Regions from separate parts of the Mus musculus genome. Here regions 1 and 3 are each linked to region 2. Evidence: chromatin contacts called from public promoter capture Hi-C data. All regions are on one chromosome and are shown on one strand. Each heading gives the region's core, a stretch centred on a gene start, on an enhancer-like site or on the middle of the called end of the contact. The rest is flanking DNA. Distances are from core to core; before and after follow the strand shown. Region 1 holds the start of Mtarc1 (mitochondrial amidoxime reducing component 1). Region 2 holds the start of Tlr5 (toll-like receptor 5). Region 3 holds the start of Hlx (H2.0-like homeobox).

What was found. Promoter capture Hi-C pulls out the DNA fragments that hold promoters and counts their contacts. Capture Hi-C pulls out chosen DNA fragments and counts their contacts.
Region 1: a contact with region 2 is called in a promoter capture Hi-C map of embryonic stem cells, with 41 times the contacts expected there. The contact joins the promoter of Mtarc1 here to the promoter of Tlr5 in region 2. A contact is called at or near these places in 1 of 39 promoter capture datasets (embryonic stem cells) and 3 of 115 datasets of contacts at active chromatin or transcription factors (embryonic stem cells and pancreatic cancer cells).
Region 3: a contact with region 2 is called in a promoter capture Hi-C map of pancreatic islet. The contact joins the promoter of Hlx here to the promoter of Tlr5 in region 2. A contact is called at or near these places in 1 of 115 datasets of contacts at active chromatin or transcription factors (embryonic stem cells) and 3 of 9 other capture datasets (embryonic stem cells, liver and pancreatic islet).

What each region holds. Positions count from the first base shown.
Region 1 is chr1:184,809,872-184,813,398 of GRCm38.p6, reverse strand. Mtarc1 (mitochondrial amidoxime reducing component 1) reads left to right here and starts at 2,099. Exons shown (of 7, transcript NM_001290273.1): 1 at 2,099-2,553. The coding sequence starts at 2,270. Mtarc2 (mitochondrial amidoxime reducing component 2) reads left to right here. Exons shown (of 8, transcript NM_133684.4): 8 at 1-333.
Region 2 is chr1:182,952,618-182,956,125 of GRCm38.p6, reverse strand. It overlaps Tlr5 (toll-like receptor 5), which reads right to left and starts at 1,338. Exons shown (of 4, transcript NM_016928.3): 1 at 1,244-1,338.
Region 3 is chr1:184,730,438-184,733,817 of GRCm38.p6, reverse strand. It overlaps Hlx (H2.0-like homeobox), which reads left to right and starts at 1,325. Exons shown (of 4, transcript NM_008250.2): 1 at 1,325-2,259; 2 at 2,948-3,127. The coding sequence starts at 1,677.

The DNA.
Region 1 (3,527 bases), core at 850-3,349, 1.9 Mb before region 2:
TGCTTACATACAGAAATGACTTCAGAGGTCATGGGGTTATTTTGTTCATAGACTGTGGCTTTACATTTCATTCTGTTCCTATCAAGACAGGTAGAACTTATCTATAATTGTGAATTCTTCCAATTCTACAAGAGAGTGGACCTTAAAGGAATGGAATCTTCCTTCGGAAGAAGGAACAAGGAGAAACCATGAACTCAGTCTTAAAGGCTCACGGTAGCACAGGATGATGCACTAGCTTGCAGTAACAGTACAAACACTAAGTTAACATGGAGCCGAGTTAGCTCTCTTACAGCTGTGTGGTTCCATTGTCATTAATAAGTGCGAGTCTCTCCTACTTCCTCTGTGACTTTTGCTTCTTACTCATTTTACAAGATCACCACGTGTCTTCCCTGGGTTCTAAGCCTTAATTGGTCACTGGTGTGTACAGGGCACTTCTCAACCTGTGGGTCACGATCCTTCCACAGGGGCCACATATCAGATATCCTGCCTATCAGGTATTTACGATACGATTCCTAACAGTAGCACTATTACAGGTATGAAGTAGCAGTGAAAAGAATTTTATGGTTGGGGGTCGCCACCACATGAGGAGCCGTATTAGGAAGGTTGAGAACGGCTGGTCTAAGGCATATAGCTGATGATGTCAAAAGACATATCATCCATGGGGGACAGCTGTTGCTCCTTCCGTCTTCTCCTTCGCTGGGTCCTGGGCCCTTGGCTTCCAGCAGGCTGTGAGGTAAATGTGGGATATGAAGCTGTATCCTGAGTCAATTTTACCTGACAAGCCAAGGGAAGGAAGCAGATGGTCAGGAAGGGGCCAGCCCTCAGGAGACTTCCTTCCTCCCCAGCTAGGCTACACCTCATCATTTACTTCAGCCTCCCCAGATAGCGCCACCAGCCGGGGGGACATGCAAGCTAGAGGGTGACATTTCATGCCCAAACCCAGGGAAGTGAGTCGCCCAGCTAGCTGAGGCCAGTGTGTGCTAGCGTTCTGCTTGCTTCTCCCACTCTCCACACAGTGGCCTCTCTACAGGGCACCTCTACAGGGCGTCCAACTCAGCCGGCAGCACATTGCCTGGCCTCGGCTGGCCTCCATGATACCTCATTCTTGCATTTCCACGTGAACATCGAGTTTTGGGGACTGCCCCCTCTGCTTTAGGATGCTGCCCATCAGCAGAACTATTCTGGTCAAAGTGTGATCCTACCCATCAGACCCTCCCGTGTTTCAGGCGGTCTGAGGCTTTGTCAGAACTCTGTGGAATCTCCCTCTGGGAGGCAGGCTCTCCCTCCGATTGATTGATGGCTCCCAGCCATCTCCTTCTCTCACCTTGAGACTTGGGATGGGGTGAAGTCGGGGGAGTCCCAGTTTCTTGGTCCACTGTTTCAAGAGTCTGTTGGCTAGAGGGAAGGGCACAAGCTTCTCTTCAGAGAAATCTTTATTCCTGCAGCCAGGTTCATCCCCGCACTGCCCCTTGGCTGTAAAATCCCCAGCCCTTGTTTCAGTACAAAGTCCAGTCTCTCTGCCTTAACTTAGTAGAGAAAATGCTCTGGTTAGAACAGTCTTGAATAAATATGACATTTTAGCAGCTTGACACACCAAACAGGTGCCTAAGGCGCCCAAGGTACCTTGATGGTCTTGTCTTTGTTGTTCAAGATGCGGTAGCCTTCGGAAGAGATACCTGGCAGTGCAAGTCCACATTAGGACGCAGGGAAAAGAGGGGCGTGTGGGTGGGGGGTGCGGGGGGCGGGTGTCTACGAATAGCTGCAGCCCAGGATTGGCCCTGTAGATCCTCAAGGCTGGTCAGATCTTTTCCCTTCATATCCCAGCTGGTTGGAAGCACCCTGGCTGCTGCCAAACTGCTCCCCACAGACCCCAGAGGGGCGGCTGCCCGCAGCCTGGTTTCTAATTTCAAAATCACGCCACGTTCTGCAAACGTTGTGTGTTTTAGGTCAAATAAACAACTCTGCAAACATGTAAATAAGCTGCTCTGCACTGATTGATCCTGGGAGAGGGTCAGCGAGGGAGGGAAGGGGAGGGAGGGAGGGAGGGACCGAAGGGGGGGAAGGCAGCGGAAAGTAGGGGCAGGCGGTGAGATTCCACAGCTGAGCCACCACCTCCCGCCCAGGCCGAATGAAGATGCACAATTTGGATTGGAGGGGAAGGGTCAGGAGCTGCTGACCTTTGGGCTCAGGCCCAGGCCGCTGGCCACAGTAGCTCTTGGTCCAGTCGGCGCCGGAGGTGTATCAAGCGCTCATCCCGCCCTCTCCAGTCATGGGTGCGGGGTCCTGGGCGCTGACCCTCTTCGGCTTCTCCGCGTTTCGGGTCCCGGGCCAGCCGCGGTCCACCTGGCTCGGCGTCGCCGCGCTGGGACTGGCCGCGGTGGCCCTGGGGACAGTGGCCTGGCGTCGTGCGCGTCCCCGGCGACGCCGGCGGCTACAGCAAGTGGGAACGGTGGCACAGCTCTGGATCTACCCAATCAAGTCCTGCAAGGGGTTGTCGGTGAGCGAGGCAGAGTGCACTGCCATGGGGCTGCGCTATGGCCACCTGCGCGACAGGTACGCTGAGCACCGAGCATCACCACGCTGACCTAGGCTGTGTGGGTGTGGGGAGGTCAGCGGGGTCCGCTCGCCGGTCCCTTCTTACTCAGACTAGAGACCGGAGGCTGGGAAAGGGGTGGTGAGAAACGGAAAAAATGAACTTCACCCTCCGCCAGCCAACTCGGGGGACCTGGAACTCTGAAGTTCCCGGGTTTCACGCTTCCTGGAGTTGGACATCTCTCTATCCATCCTCTCGTGGCTATTTCAAATCTTGTGGTGTTAGACGAGGCATTTCTCACGCCGGCCAATCCGCAAGAAGAAACTTCAATCTCCCTCCACCCAGGGACCCTGAAGGGACTGGTCCTTGGTTACTTTACTCTCAGTGATAGTCTTAAATTTAGAAAAACTAAGACAATAGATCCTGGATCCTAGGCACGGCTCATCCCTGTTAGTGCAGTAGTTGAGCATGCATGACAGCTTAAGAAAATAAGCTGTGAGTGTTATTTCCCCAAGGCTCTTGTCAGATAAAGGTTCTGCACTGGGTGGGGGGGGGGGCAACCTGGGATTTGTAAACAGCGACTAAGAGTCCAGCTGAGGAGTGACCCCTGTCGCCGGGACTTCAGCGAAGGTTCAGCAGCTCTGCTCTCTTCAGGTCTGGTCTCCCACCAGCTCTGGGCATCACTGGAAGGCTGCGTATCAGGATCCTCAGGCCTCTCCTTCAGCAGAGGACACAGGCTAACAGAGGCTGCGACCTCCCCGTCTCAGCTCTCTAAAGCTAACACAAGCCATTCGCCTCAGATCAGGCCGGTCCAGTGGACATGCTGACCGACTGGTTCAGGAAGAAGAAATGGAGATTTTTGCTCCAAAGCCCTTCTTGTCTCATAGCTGATTTACGGGTGGCTTTTACATAAGGTTGATGGGCAGTTACAGATGAGTGGGTTCCTCGGTTCAGTGTGGACCTTGTAATGTGAGACTGCTCTCCGCCCGCCCCA
Region 2 (3,508 bases), core at 89-2,588:
ACCTGGGCCATCAATTAGGATGGAAGTGTCTTCCAGGATGTCCATCAAGCCCATATGAATGAACTAAGTCATCCTGATTACTATAATAGGGACTCTTCTTGTACCGCCCCATCATTAACGTTGGCCTGGACCCCTCGTCGGGGGCACCCCAAGAATCCTACCACAATGTGAAAGGCTAAGCATTTAGCATAGCAGAACCCAGGGTTCCCTCCTGACTGCATAGCATGCTGGATGTTCCTCACGATTGGTTTCTGCCCCCAAAGAATAAGGTGAACAGAGTCAAGATCTACACACCTTGAACAAACTATTCAGAGTTGTGTCCTCTGAGGAAAGGCAGAGGAAAGAGACCAAGCCACATGTGTGTGACAGTGGCAGGTCAGCATCCACACCCCCTTCCAGGTACGGGACAGGAGGAATGCATTGTTCATGTGCTTGAGGGGGTTAACCCTCAATAACACTTCATAAAAGGCCCTGCGGTTAAGCTGCAGGCCCATGCCGCACAGCGCTAGACTGCCGTGTTCCAGACACTAGCTAATTACAAGGCTAGCCCACCAATGGGAGAAAGCAATCCCCATGCATTCCCATTCCTCAAGGTCTCAGCAGCCTTCCTGGGGAGACTTTCTCTCTCCCAAGACAACCAACCACCCCACTTCAGGAAACAACCACTATTCCAGCCGTGGTGGTTTACGGAGCAGAGCCATGACTGTAATGGCTGTAATTGCCAAAGGCTGATGGAGTTCTTTCTTCACAGCCTCGGGGCCAGCTGCCCTACTTCTCCCTGCCCCGGAGGGTGTCCAAGGACTTCACTGACTGCAGTGTCTTTTTAAGGTGTCCATAGCTCAATTGATGGTGACTGTCGACTTCCTCTTTCCAAGGAAGACAGCAAGAGAACGGACTCCGCGCGCGTTAAATACCTGTCTCTTCCAGAGGGTGGGGCCAAAGGTGAAAGCCAGAAGAGAGAACTAGGGAACCTTGTCCCAAAGCCAGCATGCAAGTGACTTGTCAATCCTAGAATTGTCCCGCTGGGCACTCTGCTTACTCTCAGCTCGCTGGGCCGAGGGACCCCAGTTTCCGTGGCACTGAGTGGCAGAGAGCACAGGCAGGAAAGAGAGTTGAAAGGGTTCAGGACGAAGCCAGGAGGAAGAGAGAGGGGCGGGGGCACTAACGTGTCCAGCAACGTCCCGGGCCCCTTCCGGTCTCAGGGAACCCCCTGCTGGACCCCTTGCAACTACAAGGCTCTCACCTCCCAAGCGGGATTCCCACAACACAGGCTCCAGGACTGACCTCACTCGGCTCCAGGCACCAAAGCTGCCGCTGGGCTCGGGAAAGCAGGAGAGCGGGGAGGAGAGGGAAACACCGCCCGCTGCTGGAGCCCCGCCCACAACTCTTGATCAGGCTTTCTCTGTGGACCATGCTTGTCTTTTCTGAGTTCTGGGCAAAGTACCTCAGCCTAGGTACCTCTCTGCTTTCTTGCCAGGGAGGAGACCTCTATCTCTGCTGCAATGACCTTGTAACTGAGGTAGGAAAGAAAGTAGAGCTGGGGCAGACGGTAGGTATTGGCTATCATGGAGCCCAGCACAGGAGGCAGAGGGCCTGTTGTGATTTTTGTAGCTACCCCTAACTGTCCATCGAGATAACATAGGCCTGCACTGACCCAGGGAAGGCGGCCTAGATCCTATCCTGATGCACTGTACACACGGCCAGCGCAGCAAGTCCTGATCGGGGCAGTTACTTCTGTTCTTGCCTGTGCTCTTTGATCTGTGCCAAATCTTGAAGATATGATGCTGAGGGGTGAAGCTGGCTGTCATTTTGCCCTCTACTACTTGGCTACGCCTTCTATTTTAACTATTGAAGGTGTGTGTGTGTGTGTGTGTGTGTGTGTGTGTGTGTGTGTGTGTACACGCCCACACATGCACATCATTCATCAGGAGCTGTCTATCTTGTTTATTGAGTTATTGAGACAGGATCTCCCACTGGCCTGGAACTCACCAAAAATGCTAAGCTGGTTAACAAGCCCCAGGGATACTGGATGCTCTACCTCCCCAGCACTGGGGTTACAGGCAGGTACCATCACCATGCCTGTGGACTTTACTTGTGTGTTAGGGATTGAACTCTGGTCCTCATGCTTCCACAAGCACTATACCCCCTGCCCCATACTAAATATCTGAAGGTCAGATTTGGATCAGCAAAGGCTACTGCCTGTGACTGAAGGCCAGGGAAGGAAGTTGTGATTTCCCTCAGAGAACGCAAGAGCTTTCCGGCCTGTGAGCCCTTCTGGCTTCACTTCCCTTTTCCTTCCCACCCTCCACCTGCTCCTAGGAGGAGGGGGCGGGGTGTTGTGGGGTTGAGAGTTGATCTGCTTTCTGGAAAGGGACATGCTGAAGGAAAGAAAAGTCAGGAGCCTGCTGCTGCAGGAGTGTTAAAAGGAAGGGATTTGTATAGGAAGGTGGCGAAGTCAGTCGCTTTCTGGGGGTGAAACCCAGTTCAAGGACAGAAGTGTCACAGTCTGCAGTAAGACTGGGGTCGCATGGAGGTTGGGCAAAAGCTGACAGCTGCCTCTTGCAGCTGGGGTGTAATCCCAGGTTGATTCACACTCTCCAGCGTGGCCTGACAGCTAGGTGATATGATCAAGCAGGGCAGGAGAGATAGGTTAAAACAAAGCCCAGCACTTAATTACCAAGGAAGATCTCATTATACAGTCTTCTCAGCTCCCTCCTCGGCTGGCAGCTTGAAGCCCATGTGACAAGTTGCCTCAAGTGGCTCTCGAAAGCTGAGTGCAGAGGGATGGAACTGCAACCCTGCCTACCTGCTCTGCAGCTGGGAGGAGGAGGCTTGTAAGCCCAGGAGGTAGGGCCTTCCTATAATGTGGGTGGGACTGAGAACAATGCCAGGGAGGGCTGGGTGCCATTTACTGCCTTCCTAAAACCAGAGGGGATTTATCCCAGGAGTGCTAGGAATATGGAAAGGGACCGCCTAAGGCCCCACCCTAATTGACACCTGATGTGGGATAATTATTCTGGTTATTGGGCTCCAGGACTCATTGTCAGAATGAAATGCAGTAGCTGGAGTGTTCTTTCTTCATGGTTTTGCCTTGGCCAATAGCTCCCCATCCTTTCTCACATCACATCTTCAAAAGGAACGCACCTAACACTTCTAGATAGTCTCCAATTTATGGTGGTTCTCTTTGTGAATCTATATCTCTCTATGTGTGTGTGTGTATATATATGTGTGTGTGTGTATATGTGTGTGTGTATATGTATGCATATATATATGTATATATATACACACATATACATATATATATGCATGCACACACACACATACACACACACATATATATGTCTGTGTGTCATGGTGCAAAAGTAACTTGCATTCAGTAAAAACTGAACGTTGACCTTTGAATTTGGGTCTTCTCCTGGATTCACATTTAGTTCTTTACTACTCCTGGTTTGTGTGGTGTGTATGTGTGTGTATGTGTGTGTGTGTGCCTGTGGTGGCCACAAAAAAG
Region 3 (3,380 bases), core at 76-2,575, 1.8 Mb before region 2:
TTGGACAATCGAAAACAAAAGATTTGGTGGTTTCGTTATTGTCATTATTTTATTTTCTTCCTGAAATGTGCAACAACCGTTCATCTAGGTGGCCTGTGGTCTGTTTGGGAGAGGGGCGGGGAAATCCACTCTGACTATAATTTAAAAGAGAACGAATTCTTAAAATAGAGATGTTGATGCGACAGAAAATTCCCAGTGCACCTAGGCTGAGTTCTAAAGACCCTAGCAAGAATGGAAGGCGCTGGCTGTGGAGGCTCGGACAGTGCCTCCCTCCAACAGGCCAAAGCGGATCCTGGAAAAACTGCAGCCGAATTAAAAGTAGGTATTTAATCTCAAAGGCAACCGCTCCCTGGCACTTGCAAAACATAGGACCTCACGTGACCAGGGGATGTGGTGGCCGCGGAGGGTAGCACTTCCTACAAGGTGCAGAGAGGGGACACGCGTGCCGCTCTTCTGGGGCTGCACTCCTTGTTGGTTCCGAGGCTCAGGGTAAAAGTTTGGCTGTTTCTAAGGGAGACGTTTGGAGCCATCTATCTTATTTTTGTTTGAAAAGTCACTCTTTCAAGTTGTCACTGGAATGACAGCTCCGAATAAAACTAATTTGTGGTCTGCCCTCCTCCTGGCTTCTTGGAGCAGCTCTGGTGAGCTGAGAAACCAGCGGATTACAGTAGACTTGGGTCGGGATTCTGGGCTGTAGGGGCGCTGAGAGGATGGGGCCTTTACCTAGGACTTGTGATAAAAGCACCTGGGTAAAAGCAGAGAGAAGGAAAGTCGCATGAGAGCGGAATACGGAAGGGACAGCCTGCGGACCGCCAGCGTGGTCTGCTGGGGTGGAGGTTGGGGGTGTACTACAGCAGAGTACGGGAGCCTCAGTGATCCCCCTCCTCCGCAGCTCCAGGAAAATTCCGGAGACCGGCTCCGAGGCTCTGCCGCTGGCGGGTCCCCGAGCTGCAGGGGACAGAGGAGAGCCAGAGGCCCGAGGAGTCTCGACCCCCAAGCGGCTCCCAGAGACGCTCAGTACTCAGCTTAGCCCACGCTGCCGCAGAAAACACTTTGGCGTGGCCAGGGCGTGGCCGAGCTCGGCCACGCCCCCCTCTTTCCCAATTCCCCTCCACTCCGGAGTCCCATTGGTCACGAAGACGTCCAATGAGCGCACGGATCAAGGTCCTACCCGGGGTCTGACTCGAAAGCTCCTGCCAAAACTTTGGGAGTTTTTAGAGAGGAGTTTTTTTTTTTTTTTTAATTTTTTTCCTTTTTTTTTTTTTTTTTTTTTTTTAAACTAACGGATCATTATTGTTGTTTTAAATTTAGCTCTTAGGGCTTAGCTGTTTGGGTTTTTCTTTCGGTGTCGGGTCCCTGTCTCCCCGGCTTCTGCGGAGTAGCAGAGCGAGGCCGCGCTCGCCTTGTCGCCCCAGCGCCTGGCGATCGCCTCCATCCACCCGGCGGGGAGCGCGCCCGCCGCGCCGCCTTTCAAGCCAAGCCAGGGGCCCAGGCCGTGGCGGGCGGCGATCGGGCCCTCGCCTCGTCCCTCGGTGGCGCTAGGGCTCCCCGGTTGGCCCTCCGCTTCAGGGCGGGCGAAGAACCGAAAGCAGCTCGGGCTCGGCTGGGACACCGCCTCTGCCCGAGCGCCCACCCACTTCCCCACTCACCCAGGACCCCGCCGGGATCCTGCCAGGATGTTCGCAGCCGGCCTGGCTCCCTTCTATGCTTCCAACTTTAGTCTCTGGTCAGCCGCCTACTGCTCCTCGGCGGGCCCGGGCGGCTGCTCCTTCGCCCTGGACCCAGCCGCTGTCAAGAAACCCTCTTTCTGCATCGCGGACATCCTGCACGCCGGCGTCGGGGAGCCGGGGCCCGCTGCAGAGGGACTGGTGGGGGCCTCGGCAGCCCTCACCGCACACTTGGGCTCCGTGCACCCGCACGCCTCCTTCCAAGCTGCCGCCAGATCCCCGCTCCGTCCCACCCCGGTGGTGGCGCCCTCAGAAGTCCCGGCTGGCTTCCCTCAGCGGCTGTCTCCGCTCTCTGCCGCCTTCCACCAGCATCTCCCGCAGCAATCACCAACGCAGCAACAGCAACCGCAGCAGCAGCCCCCGCCTCCACCCCGGGCGGTCTCCCTGCAGCCACCGACTTCGGGGACGCGGGTGGTCCCCCACCATAGCGGCTCCGCCCCTGCCCCCTCCAGCAAAGACCTCAAATTTGGTATCGATCGAATTTTGTCTGCGGAATTTGACCCAAAAGTTAAGGAAGGCAACACTCTGAGAGGTACGTATCGCTGGAAGGCCTCAGGCCTCACCACCACCCATGAGGGGCCTGATGTCAGGAGGATTTGGGGTGCGTTTATTTTTAAGGACAGAACGGTAGAATGAGGGCGAAGAAAACGAAATGAAGGAAAACTTAGTGACATGTAAAAGTCAGCTATCCCATGTTTAAAAACATATCTTCGTGTTGCTTAAACAGCATAGAAACGGATGACCATACTCTGGTTGCTGCAAAGTTTTGCAAAAGTGTGTATTATCCATCTTTTGAATGAAATATCTGCAGAACGACCTAGATCTTTCTGACAAGGAAATCTCAGCGTGGGGACACTTTGCATTTATTTGATTTCCAGTATTTCTTAAGAATTGCGGGGAAGCAAACCGGCCAGTCTAAGCTCCTGAAGGAAGGCGGGGGGGGGGGGGGGCTGAAGGGTGTAAATTAGGGGTTTGTAGAATTTCTGGAAGGCGTCCGAAATGACCACTTTAGCAACATTTTATGACAAGCCTTTCCTTATTATGGGGTGTACCGGCCATGCCTGACACACACTCTGGGGCAATTCAGGCCCCACTCTTCCGTAGCTGTTGGAGAAAGGGTCCATTTTGAGTTTAGTAGGTTCAAAGGGGGAGAAGGGAAAGGAGGAACAAATCTGCCCACAGTATGAGTTTGTGACCGACTCTTCTTTCCCCCTACCCAGATCTCACATCGCTGCTAACCGGTGGGCGGCCTGCAGGGGTGCATCTAGCTGGCCTGCAGCCTTCAGCGGGACAGTTCTTCGCATCTCTAGATCCCATTAGCGAGGCGTCTGCCATCCTCAGCCCCTTAAGCTCCAACCCAAGAAATTCTGTTCAGCATCAATTCCAAGACACATTTCCAGGTAGAAAAATTCAGCCAGTGCCGCAAAGGCCAGCGGTAGTGTGGAAAGTTGGGGTAGGAGCCTCCTAAGTCCTATGAGAGAAACTGAATATTCTTTTTAGTGGGACATTTGGAGAAGACCATGCTAGGGGAGCTAAGATAGTGTGTATATGGGTCTGGGTCACTGTCCCTATTCTTTTCGCCCAGAGAGGGTGGTTTGAAAATGAAGTATTCAAAGGTGAGGGTTACACTTGTGCACAAGCAGGAGCGTGAGA